Regions from separate parts of the Anas platyrhynchos genome. Here region 2 is linked to region 1. The links are chromatin contacts, called in public Hi-C maps. All regions are on one chromosome and are shown on one strand. Each heading gives the region's core, a stretch centred on a gene start, on an enhancer-like site or on the middle of the called end of the contact. The rest is flanking DNA. Distances are from core to core; before and after follow the strand shown.

Region 1 (6,506 bases), core at 1,290-3,789:
AGCAGAAGGCATTTCTTAGATAAAAAAGCAGAGTGAAACCCCCCCCAGAAGCTCTCAGCACCCTCCTTAGGGCAGGGGAAAGCCACCAGGCTGATCCGCCATGGCGGCAGGGAGCGAGTGGTGGGGAAACGCTGCTTCCATGGGGGGCCTCGTGTTTCCCTGCGGCCTGATCCTAAATCGGCTTCTCCTCTGCCCTACAGGAGAAGATCTGCGACCCCTTCCAGCTGCTGGAGAAGCTGGCGGCCCCGGCTCCTGCCTGCGGTCCCGCTGCCACCTGCGGGCCCCGGGGCTGCTGCTGAGCGATGTCCCCATCCCGCTGGGTGCCAGCGGGGCAGGGGGCTGCGGCCTGTGTGGTGTGGGGTTATCACCAGAGGAAAAAATAGAAATAAAAGGCCGAGACGAAACCCTGTGGGGTTGGAGACTGCGGGGTGCTGTGCTTTTAGGGCTCGGTATGAGCACGGTGGGGACGGGGAGCACCCTGGGGGTCCCCTCGCTCCCTGTGGGACACACGGACAGGGATGGGAGCTGTGGGGCCCCTCATATGGGATTTCTCAGCACCCTGCAGCGTGTACCCCATGCACCAGTCCAGCTCTGCTCCGAGCCCCCCGAAACCCCCTGCACGCACACCCCATCCCGTAGCTTTTCCCGAAACCATCCCTCATGCCCAGGGCAGCCCCACAGCCTGTCCCCGGGGTTGGGATTTCTTCCCCCTTTCCCCGTGCAGCGCTGCTGAGGTTTATTTTTCCCCCGGACTCCATCTAGTGGGAAGCCCTGCGTGCTGTGCAGGCCTTGCACCTGCAGGGTTTTGCAGGGAAATGCGGCGGTTTTGGAAATCCCACACTGTGGCTGCAGGGTCCCACACCCCACACGTGTCCCACGTCCCACCCGCCCCAACACCATGTCCCCGTCCTGGATGAGCTGGGAAATGAGGGAACATTTCCATCCCTCCTCCTGCCCTGATCCTCCAGGAGGGACCAAAATCCCCTCCCTGCCAGCTGAACATCATCTTGTCCCCATCAGGCCGTGTGTGTGCAAGGAGAGGGAGATCCTTGGGGTTTTTACAAGTTTAGAGGCCTGTAAGGGCAGTTCCCAGTCACAGAAGGGATTTCCTGAGTGCCCCGCACTGCTCGCCCTGATCTCTGCCAGGAGCGAAATAGGGGAGCGATGAATCCCCGGTTTGGGGATTGAACCCATAAATAATGCCCATAAGTATGGCTTCCTGGAAAGTCACCTCGCCAGCCTGCCGTTTGGGTTCAGATGGGACCAGGAACCTGCAGGATGCAGTGCACGGGAACTTGCAAGTGGCTGGGTTTAGGGACACAGAGGGGTGTGCTTGGAGAACTGTAACTCCTCGTGTGTGTGCTATTTTATTATTTTGTTTATTTTTTAAAAAATATTATTTTGTTTCTTTTCCTTTTTATTTTATTTTATTTTATTTTATTTTATTTTATTTTATTTTATTTTATTTTATTTTATTTTATTTTATATTTTATTTTATTTTATTTTATTTTATTTTTTTACATTTTGTATTTATTTTTTTTCTTTCATTTTATTTGTTTTTGACTTTTTTGACTAGAAAAAACATACGTTGTTTGTGTTTTATTTTATTATTTTGTTTCTTTTAAAATTATTTTTGGTTTTACTTTATTACTTTATATCTATTTACTACTTTATTTTAATACTATATTATTTTCATTTCATTTATTTTTGTCTTTTTGGACTAGAAAAACCACTCAACATTGTTTGTGTTTTATTATTTTGTTTCTTTTTATTTGGAATTATTTTTTCTTTTTAAATTTTGTATTTATCTTTATTTTATTTTTGCTTTATTTTATTACTTTATTTTATTTTAATATTTTATTTATTTTTATTATTGTATTTCATTTCGTTTTATTTCAATTTCGTTATTTTATTTGATTTTAAATAAAATAAAATTATTTTATATAATTTTTATATAAAATATTATATAATTTTTATAAATATATATTTTTATAAAATTATTTTATTTTAAATAAAATTATTTTATTTTATTTTATTTTATTTTATTTTATTTTATTTTATTTTATTTTATTTTATTTTATTTTATTTTATTTTATTCTAATTTTGTTGCTTCCCCCTTCACACTCCCCCTGCTCCCGGGCCCGGCCCTTTGCCCTGTGTGTGCCCCACACGGCCGCCAGGGGGCGCTGCGACACCGCTCACGGGGCCCGGGGCTGTGACCGGGGGGGGGACACACACGGAGCCGGTCCCGGTCCCGTTCCCCATCCCCGTCCCCATCCCGCTCCAGCCCCCCCCCCCCCCCCCATCCCCTCTCCCATCCCCGCCCCGCCATTGGTCGCGCCCCCTCTTAGCCCCGCCCCCTCTCCCCCCACCCCCTCCCCTATTGGCCCTCACCCCGGGGCCGGCCCCGCCCCTCAGTCACGCGCCGCGGGGGGGGGCCGGCGGCGGGCGGCGATTGGCGGAGGGGCGCGCGGGAGGCCCCGCCCCCTCAACGGTTACCGGCCGGCCGTTGGCGGCCGTTAGTCGCGGCCCCGCCCGGGTGAGGCGGAGCGGGGCGGAGCGGGGCGGGGAGCGCAGCGCGGCTCCACCAAGGCGGCGCTCGGCTCGGCCCGGCTCCGGCAGTCGCCGCCCGTCGGGTCCCGCGGGCAGCCGCGCCCCGCCTGCCGCCAGCACCGCCGCCAGCACCGCCACCGGTGCCAACCGGGGCACGGCCGCGGGCGATGAGGGGCGGCGGCGGCCCCGCCGCCGAGCCCTGACTAAAGATGGCCGCGCTGCCCGGGGGGAACATGGCGGGGGGCGGCCGGGGGGCGCGGGGAGCGCCGCTGCTGCTGCTGCTGCTGCTGGGCTGCTGCTGCCAAATGGGCCGCCCGCCCGCCGCCTCCGCCGCTGCTCCGCCTGCCTCTTCCTCCTCATCATCCTCATCCTCCTCGGCGGAGGAGACGGTGATCATCGGGCTGCGGCTGGAGGACACGGACGACGTCTCCTTCATGGAGGGGGGAGCGCTGCGGGTGAGCGAGAGGACGCGGGTCAAGCTGCGGGTGTACGGGCAGAACATCAACAACGAGACCTGGTCGCGCATCGCCTTCACCGAGCACGAGAGGCGGCGGGGAGGAGGCCGGGCGACGCTGGCTGGAGACGGCGGGGGAGCGGCGGCGGTGGTGGGGAGAGGAGGAGGAGGAGGAATGGGCTCCTCGGCTGGAGGAGGAGGTGGTGGTGGTGGTGGTGGTGGAGGAGGAGGAGGAGGCGGTGGAGCCCCGCAGCGCTGCGGCATCCGCACGTCGGACATCATCATCCTGCCGCACATCGTGCTCAACCGGCGCACGTCGGGCATCATCGAGATCGAGATCAAGCCCCTGCGTAAGACGGAGAAGAGCAAGTCCTATTATCTGTGCACCTCCGTCTCGGCCCCTGCTGCCGCCGCCCTAGGGCCCGGGGCCGCCGGTGGGTTGGTGGGTGCCGAGGGACCCGCCGGCCCCCCGCCCTGGGGGGAGACCACCTGGATCTACCACGACGGAGAGGACACCAAGATGATCGTCGGGGAGGAGAAGAAGTTCCTGCTGCCCTTCTGGCTGCAGGTGATCTTCATCTCGCTCCTGCTCTGCCTCTCGGGCATGTTCAGCGGCCTCAACCTGGGCCTCATGGCGCTGGACCCCATGGAGCTGCGCATTGTGCAGAACTGCGGCACGGACAAGGAGAAGAACTACGCCAAGCGCATCGAGCCCGTGCGCCGTCAGGGCAACTACCTGCTGTGCTCCCTCCTGCTGGGCAACGTCCTGGTCAACACCACGCTGACCATCCTGCTGGATGACATCGCCGGCTCCGGGCTGGTGGCCGTGGTGGTCTCCACCATTGGCATCGTTATCTTCGGCGAGATCGTGCCGCAGGCCATCTGCTCCCGGCACGGCCTGGCTGTGGGCGCCAACACCATCTTCCTCACCAAGTTTTTCATGATGATGACCTTCCCGGCCTCCTACCCTGTCAGCAAACTGCTGGACTGTGTCCTGGGTCAGGAGATCGGCACCGTCTATAACCGGGAGAAGCTGTTGGAGATGCTGCGGGTCACTGACCCGTACAACGATCTGGTCAAGGAGGAGCTCAACATCATCCAAGGAGCCCTGGAGCTGCGCACCAAGACGGTGGAGGACGTGATGACTCCGCTCCGGGACTGCTTCATGATCGCTGCCGAGGCCGTGCTTGACTTCAACACCATGTCCGAGATCATGGAGAGCGGCTACACCCGCATCCCCGTTTTCGAGGGTGACCGCTCCAACATCGTGGACCTGCTCTTCGTTAAGGACCTGGCTTTTGTGGACCCTGACGACTGCACGCCCCTCAAGACCATCACCCGGTTCTACAACCACCCGCTGCACTTTGTCTTCAACGATACCAAGCTCGACGCCATGCTGGAGGAGTTCAAGAAAGGTGGGATGATGGCAGGGCCCGGGGGGTGGTGGGGAGCACCCCTAGTGAGGGGGCTCTGAGGGGATCCCTCGCTGTTTCCCCTCACAGAGGCTTTGGGAAGGTGCACTCGGAACAGAGGAGCCTGAATTTAGGCATCCTCCAGCTCCCTGACCCAGAAAGCTGACCCGTGGCTGGGTGATGGTCTGTGCCCCCTGCCTCTTTTTCCCCACTACCGGGCTGTGCGTGTGGGCATCGTGCCAAGCAAGGCTGCTTTTTTTTTTTCTTTTTTTCCACTCATCTGCACATTATAGTGGGAACTGCTGACACGAATACGCGCCCGTTACTTGGCTCAGTCCTCCCTGTGCTTTTTCAGCTGGCCTGACAGCGAGGAGAGGAGCGGGTGGGCTGCTGGTGTAGGTCACTCCTATCTTTCCGGCTTAGTGCGCACACACGTGCTGAGATAAACACGGCGTTCGCACTCCATTCATCCACTCGGCTGGCTGACTTCAGCCCTGTGCTCGTGTTACAGTTATCCTGATTGATGCTTTGATCTGGGAACCCAGAAATAGTTCCAGGGTCTTAAAATGTGTTTGAATGCACCTGTCTGGGTGGCACATTGGGGTTACGGGCCTTTTTACCTAGGCTCTCCTGTGCCCCAAGGACCACAGGCTCAGCTGTGCAAACACGTGAGCCCGTCTACAGCTCTGGTCTCGTGTGTGTGTATTCATTGCTTCAGAACTGGATGGGGGCTTTCCATCTGAATTGTGGGAGGTGTTCTGACAGATATGCATTAATTCTCATTATAAGCCTTTGCTTATGAGGAAAAAAACAACACAACTTTTTTTTCCCTTTTTGAATCCATTCCTCTCTGCGAGCCAAATAATGATGCAGGCTGTATGCTCTAAAGGAGCTTTAAAGGAAATAGCAAGTGAAATTCCAAATCAATTAGGTACTTGCAGACCATCATGCTGCTTAACTGAAGGTAAAGTGAGTGCCACAGACTGATCATAACCATGGGAGCTCAGAGCAACGTGCTGTCAGGCAGTTCTGTCTCTGAGAGATGATCTGACTGAAAGAGATGTTCATAGCTGCATTGGTACCACAGTTAGGCTAACAAGGAAAGGTTAAATTAGCCTTTTATCAAATGCAGAATTCTCTTGAAGATAACTTTGTAAATTGATGAACTTTTTTTCTGGATAACATTTAATTTTCCATTTAGATTTCCAGGTACTGGTTGGTCCCCACACTGAGCTTTGGCAGCATGGCATTTGATCTGTTTCTGCCTGCTTAACTCAGTTTAGGGGATTCAGAGGGTTATTCCGTTGGTATCCTCACTTTTCTTTCACAGATGGAAGGTGAACACACTCCTGCTTTTTGCTGACCAGAGCAGCAGCTGCTCTGTTTAGTTCCTTCTGCCTCAGTGTGGTGATGGGGAAATCTTACTCTGGTTCAGAGCTGTTGAACAGGAGATGTGGGAGAGCCTTGCCTGTGGTTTCTGTGCTGCAAAATCTGCAGCTCGGATCTGGGAAACTCAATTATGTCACTTAACTGCTGGCTGGTTAAGGTGGGTTCTGCTGGGTGTGCAGGCCTGGAGTTCTTTTCCCTCCGTTACTCTGACTCTAGGTAGCGTGGCAGGGGTCTTAACTTGCAGCTGGACCTCTGTTTTTTTTTTTTTTCTAGCTTTGTGTGTAGCAATGTGTCTGAAGGGAGGTGAAACACTCCTGTGTGTTTAAAAATAGGAGCCCTTTTATATAATAGCTGGGAGAATCAGGCATTTTAATCCTGCAAGTGTGGCAAAGCCAAATAGGCCTCTTTGCACTTTCTGAAATTCATGCTTAAAATAGGCTCCTTAATTCTCTGGGGTTGCTTGGAAGGTACAGACCAGAGGTTGCTTTTGCTGATAGCCAGAGGACTTCTCTTGCCTGCACCAGGTAAATTCCTAGCAGCACGAGTTTAGGATGACTTCCTAATGGGAACGTGTGCCCTGCTGCAACCACTGCGTTCTGGAGCAGTCCCTGTAGTAGTGGATTAATTTGGGATAGTTTGATCGTGCCTCATATTTACTCCAGGATGGCCGTGCTGGTTGCTGTGCATTGACAAGCCCT
Region 2 (5,676 bases), core at 466-2,965, 190 kb after region 1:
AAGCAGCCAGCTCTGAGCACACCGTGACATCTTGGAACGACTGGTTGCCTCCCAGCACCGTGCGAGAAGGGTTCCAAAGCACCTCCCCCAGGAACACACTATTTTCTGCCATAATCTCTGCCAAATCCTCACCACCCACTTTTCTACTGTTACTGTTTCCCTTGGAAGAAAACAGACATCTTACAATTTCATTTCGAAATAGATTATTTCATCAAGCGAAAAGAAAATATAAGCTTTTTTCCATGTTTTTTTCCAACAGATCACTGTTGCTTTAACACAAATATATCATTATATTACATCAAACTCCAGTAAAAATGGTGATACAGTTTCAGCAAGAATTTTGCAGCTGCAGGGCAACCAATCACTATCACATTTCACCTCAGATAGGATTACCATTCATGGCTCAAAAACAAAATTTGACCTGTTCAGTGATTAAACTTGCATCTATGGCAATTTTCTGAAACCTCAGCAAACATAAGGATCTGTTAGCTCATTCAGCAGTGGTCTCAACAATAACATGGGCAAAATTCAACTTACCATCACCTTGCTTCTCTTTGTGCTGAATTGGTTAGTGTTACGTAAAAGGAGGTAGAAAAACAAATAGAAGCAAAAGTGATGAGAACGTGGTTTGCAACATTCTCTCCATCTCTCAGCAAGTATCTATCCCAGCAGAACAAGTATATTTTAAAGCAGTTAAACACTTAGTCTGGTCCCTGGTGTCCCCTCTCTATTAAATATGCAGCACATTGGAAGATTCATGTGGACAACTTATCTTCCCTTTAAAACAAAAGATAATATACAAAAACCTCCTACGTCTGTTAATAGTTCCTCTCTCAACTGCAGGAGCGAATCCCCACTCAGTGTCTGGATGGAGCACAGATTGCATAATGTGGCACACCACACTGAAGAAAAGCCAGAAAAAAGCCTGAGGCGTAATTTTGATTCGCTAGCAATTGATATCACACGTTAACATAAATCACTGCACATAAGAGCTGGATGATTCCCTGAAAAGAAACTCAACAGAATAGCATCAGACAGCTTGAGGGATTTTTCAGTGAAGCTCATCAGTTGTTTCACATTTATGGAAGTAAGTGTTAAGGGCTCTCCTGGCTTGTGTGCCTCTGTCTGGTGGTAATACAGATCAAGGCTGGGTACAATAGCAGCATTCAGAAAATACTATTTTATACATTGCCATCGCAGTGCCCCTCCATTTTAAGGACAGCTCTGCTGCACATTTCACTAGTCTCTTGAACCATATCTTGTTACACTCAATCTACATAAAACAAAACCCAGAACATAACCAACATGACTCATGACTTGATGGTAGCTTGATTCTGCATTTCTGAGAACTCCCGACACTAGGGCTCATGTTCTTCTCTTTTTGGGAGTTAGATCTATAAGGCAACTCAGAATTATGCTGCAGTACAAATAGTATTTAATTAAGTTCTGTCTTAGTCATGCCATTGATAAGTAGGTAACCAGAAAATGAAACCAGAGTTATTAAGTGAGGAAATGATATACTGTTTGTAAACTAACAAGTCCAAGCACACCTTCCTCTCGCTTCCTGAGTGTGAAGCTGGCTCATCTCCCATGAGGACAGAGATGCCATCCCATAGACGGTCTGCTGTTACAGCTCTTCTATCATCAGAACCAGAAGTGACTGGAGGAAAGCCAAGGTTAAAAGGAGACCAACAGAAATAAACAGCAGCAGGAGAGCTGAAAGAAGATTGGCACATTTTAAAGCAAGCAGGCTGATTATCTTTATGCAGGAAACTGCACAGCCCACATTTCAGCCTTGGCAACTGCCAAAGGTCACCCTCGCTGCATGCTGATGTGCCAAGCAGAGCCCCAGGGGGTGCAGCAGGAGCTGGAGAGCAGATAGAGCATCAGCACCTTTAGGGAATGCTCTAGGGTAGAAGAAAGCAGGATGTTCAGCCAGAAGGCTAAGCTAAGAATATGCTTTCTGAAGGCAACTGAGGAAGAAAAGAAGTGAACAAATGTGAAATAAAAGAGGTCACTAAGGGCTCAAATCAAAACAGCCTGGGTAACAAAATTGCATCGAAGCTTCAGTTGACCTCTCATTAAGCCACTGGAAGAGTGCAAAAGGGAGTCTTGATCATCTGCATTTTTACTAGCATGTGATTTACCCCCAGATAAACAGCAAAGATATTTCAGAAACAGTAGCTACCAATTTAGCAGACAGTTTACCTAGTTGATCAGCCATTAGTTTTTATTTATTAAAACAGAGACTGACATTCACCTCAGAGGCAGTGGCAATGTTGTCATCCTGAAGCTATGCACAAGTTAGTTAATTCAAATTTATGTCCTTCTACAATAATCCTATCAGCTTCTATACAGCTGGTTAGCTCTGGAAACAAGCCCTTCGGTAGGCATGAAGTTCAAGCCAGGAGTAGGAGAGAATTTGCAATGTAAAATGTGACTATACTGCTATTTTTTTAAGCACAGAGCTATATATAAACAAAACCGTAAGTAGTGATGAAACAAGAAGAGACAGTATTGTCAAGCCAGATACCTTGTATAAAGCCAGGATGATCAAAATGGCAGAGAAAGGCCTGGTTCACAGGGGACTTAACAACAACCAGAAACATGAACAAAAATAATTTAGTGGCTTTGGCAAAGAGATGGCTGTATTAAGCACAAAAAAGTCTTGTATCTACATAGGCCTTGTATCTGTGTTGAAAAATCAATTGGAGATTCTGGTATTAAATCACCTTTCACCATTAAACTGAAGTTTGTGATTCTAACAACCCTGGAGAACATCCAGCAATTTCAATATTAAATTGCTACAATTTTGAGGCTGACAGAGGTAGCACGGAATGGAAATACGAGAGCTCAATTTAAAATTGGCTAAAATAAACTTTATTTTACTGTTACAATATATAATCTCTTATCAACACAACTCACAAAGTGTTTACAAAATAATCCCATTTTCTGCTGCATTTTAAACACTAAGTTTGTACAAACTTTGAAAGTAAAATAGGAAACCATAGTTATAAATGTTTGTTAATTTTTTTAGAAGCATCACGGGAATTACTTCCACTAAGACTTTATCTTATGGTGTGATCTTCACAGGCAAAACTGAACATTTATTGAAAAGACCTGAGGAAGGATTCATGAAAGCTTTTTTTAGACAAAAGATCCCAGTATTCCTAGGTTGACAGCATAGCAGTGAATATGACAGGGAGCAAATGCTTTTGAGCTAGCTTAGGCACTCTGAAATGCCTTACAAAGGGATCTCCACCCCCTTTACTATATTGACCATCAAGGGAGCCTGGTACCTAACAGCAGCTTTCACAGATCTCTCCCATGTTTATGACTGAGAGCACAGCAAGACTGTAACATACAAAGCTCTGATCCTTAATGCTGCACAAGAAACAATAGAAATCTTACACAGAACTTGAGATATAATTATCACAAAACCCTAGCATTTTTACGTTATTATTTTTTTTTTTTTAAAAAAAGGTATCTATTGTCCTCTGGGAATCTGGTAGTAGTAATAGGCACGTATTATGTTATTTAACATACTCAAACCTGGTCTGCACTAATACACATTAGAAGGCGTGGAAAAAGCTACTATTTTTTCACTGCTGCTAGAAAGATGGGTGCTAAAATTAAAGAACCTGTGTTTTTGCTAGTCAAGTCATTTGACAGATTTTACATGACAGCAGAATCAAGCTGACAGTGATTATTGTAAATACAGCAAGCAGGTAGAAAGAGGTGCTACGTTTTCTTTTCCATGCATAGTTTAAACAGCTTACAGCCAGCTCATCTCCATTAAGAGTGGAGATGCACGATCCACCATTTGGTATAAGTCAAGCTACTAGCAAATTTATCTCCAGTGCAAACAAAATTGTTTTTCTTCAAGAAAAACAAGTAAATTTAATGCTACTTCTGGAAAAAATGTTTGTGATACATTATTTTCTACCTATTTTGGTCTGTATTTCAAGAGTTCCCTTCTCCCTAAATCACGTCTGAAGACAAATGATCACCATTCACTTTTTTCTACCAAATGACTGTCTCCTCCCCAGAATACATTATACTGCCCACTGAAGATCATCCCTGAGAGCACTATTCTAGCTAGACACTTAGAAAGTAAGCAAAATCCCATAGCTTAGAGGAAAAGGGCTGCTCACCCTATGAGATCTTGTGGTTTTAGGAAGTACTTAAAGAAATGCAGCAACTCTGAGCGTTTAAAGTCCCTGAGCTGAGTGAAATTTTAAGACAGTCATTTTTAACACAAAGCATAGCATAGCAACATCCACAGCTGTACCTACAGAAGCTTTTTTTTTTTTTAAACAGTGATAAAGTCCGATGTTAAATTACAAGCATACAGCAGTTAGCAGTGGTTCCTTTTACTTGCTTCCTGTCACAGAAAACACGATGGCCTTCTTTGGTTAGAAACAGCAGTGAAGAAGCTTGAGGACTTTGCATTCTTTCACCTTCTGATGTATTAGCAATCTAGGTTACGTTTAGCGGAGACACCACGAGGCCATAGTGCAGTACAAGTAAGCCATCCTAGAGAGAAGAGAGATAAACTGTTATCATATCACTTTACCTTCTCCACAAGGCATTTCCATCACAGCTCGGTATGACACTTGCATAGCAGAACTGCAGCTTCAACCTCACTCATTTCAGAGCATTCCCCTTCCATAAGAGGAATGCAATTTTTAAGTGTTATAATGGAATTGTCTCATTTTCATATAATAGGCTCCCTTTACAACTTATATTGCTTTCCACATGATACTATGAGGCAGAATAAATCACTTAAATAGCTCTAGAAGGAGCTGCCAAAATCTGGTCATTAACTCAGGACACTGAAAGTCAAAAAGACACAGAAAGAGAATGCAGGAAAAGAGGGAGGAAACACATAGTTGCCTGAGAATGGAACTCAGATTCCAACTTTTAATGTTAATTTTATTAAATTCACTGGTGGCTCTACCTTTTTGCAGCTCTATTACCTTTAGCAACTGGGATAACTAAGATAGAAAGACAATATAACAGATCATATCAAAAGTTAAACTTTTTATTTTTAAATAAGAAAGCACTGTTTACATCTCTGCAAGTTAGCCAGAGTCTTGAACATGTCAGTAACACGTTAAATATAATTGTCAGTTTTTTCCTTATGCAGAAATAGTTAGAGAACTTATGGTGCCAGCTTCCCATTTCTTCCTAATTCTAGATGCACAACTAAACACTTCTTAAATCCCCATGCTTCTACTGAAGTTAACAAAAGAACCTTTCACCTGTGAGATGGGATACTTCCTGACTCATTAATGTCTTACTCATATCACTTAATTCACACGCACAGCTGGTGAAAGGTCTAGCAGTTAGTCTGCTTTCACCTCTGAAACCTGTTCCTGCTACTGATCCCCTGGGAATCTGACTTGTCACGTTAGACCTATTTATATGGACAGGCTTTAGTAAGTGTTTTCTTTTGAAGATAGAAATACATTAATCACAGCTGACACGTTGGAATTTCTACCGTATTTCGGTTTTGATGTTTTATCCATTAGCATTAGGACCTGAGATATGTTCCACAGAAGTTACACAGTTCTGTGTGAAGGGCTGCATTTAAAAAACCCACAAACTTTATAGTGACTTGCTCAGTCACTTTCAAATCCATAAACTTTGGCATCTGCAAGTCAAATCCAAGGG

The links. Hi-C and Micro-C count contacts between places; a contact is called where the count stands out from the background.
Region 2: a contact with region 1 is called in a Hi-C map of skeletal muscle, with 2.7 times the contacts expected there. The contact joins the enhancer-like site here to the promoter of CNNM2 in region 1. A contact is called at or near these places in 3 of 8 Hi-C or Micro-C datasets (skeletal muscle and subcutaneous adipose tissue).

Annotation. Positions count from the first base shown.
Region 1 is chr6:28,023,122-28,029,627 of IASCAAS_PekinDuck_T2T, forward strand. It overlaps CNNM2 (cyclin and CBS domain divalent metal cation transport mediator 2), which reads left to right and starts at 2,540. Exons shown (of 8, transcript XM_072039750.1): 1 at 2,540-4,422. The coding sequence starts at 2,763. It overlaps AS3MT (arsenite methyltransferase), which reads left to right. Exons shown (of 11, transcript XM_027459855.3): 11 at 201-421. The coding sequence ends at 299.
Region 2 is chr6:28,210,101-28,215,776 of IASCAAS_PekinDuck_T2T, forward strand. It overlaps PCGF6 (polycomb group ring finger 6), which reads right to left. Exons shown (of 10, transcript XM_072039759.1): 10 at 2,858-4,536. The coding sequence ends at 4,480. Among named protein-coding and RNA genes, the nearest start is that of INA, 11 kb to the left of the region's middle. Within about 2 kb of position 1,716, at least 2 of the 8 cell types and tissues checked have an H3K27ac peak or open chromatin away from gene starts, as enhancers often do.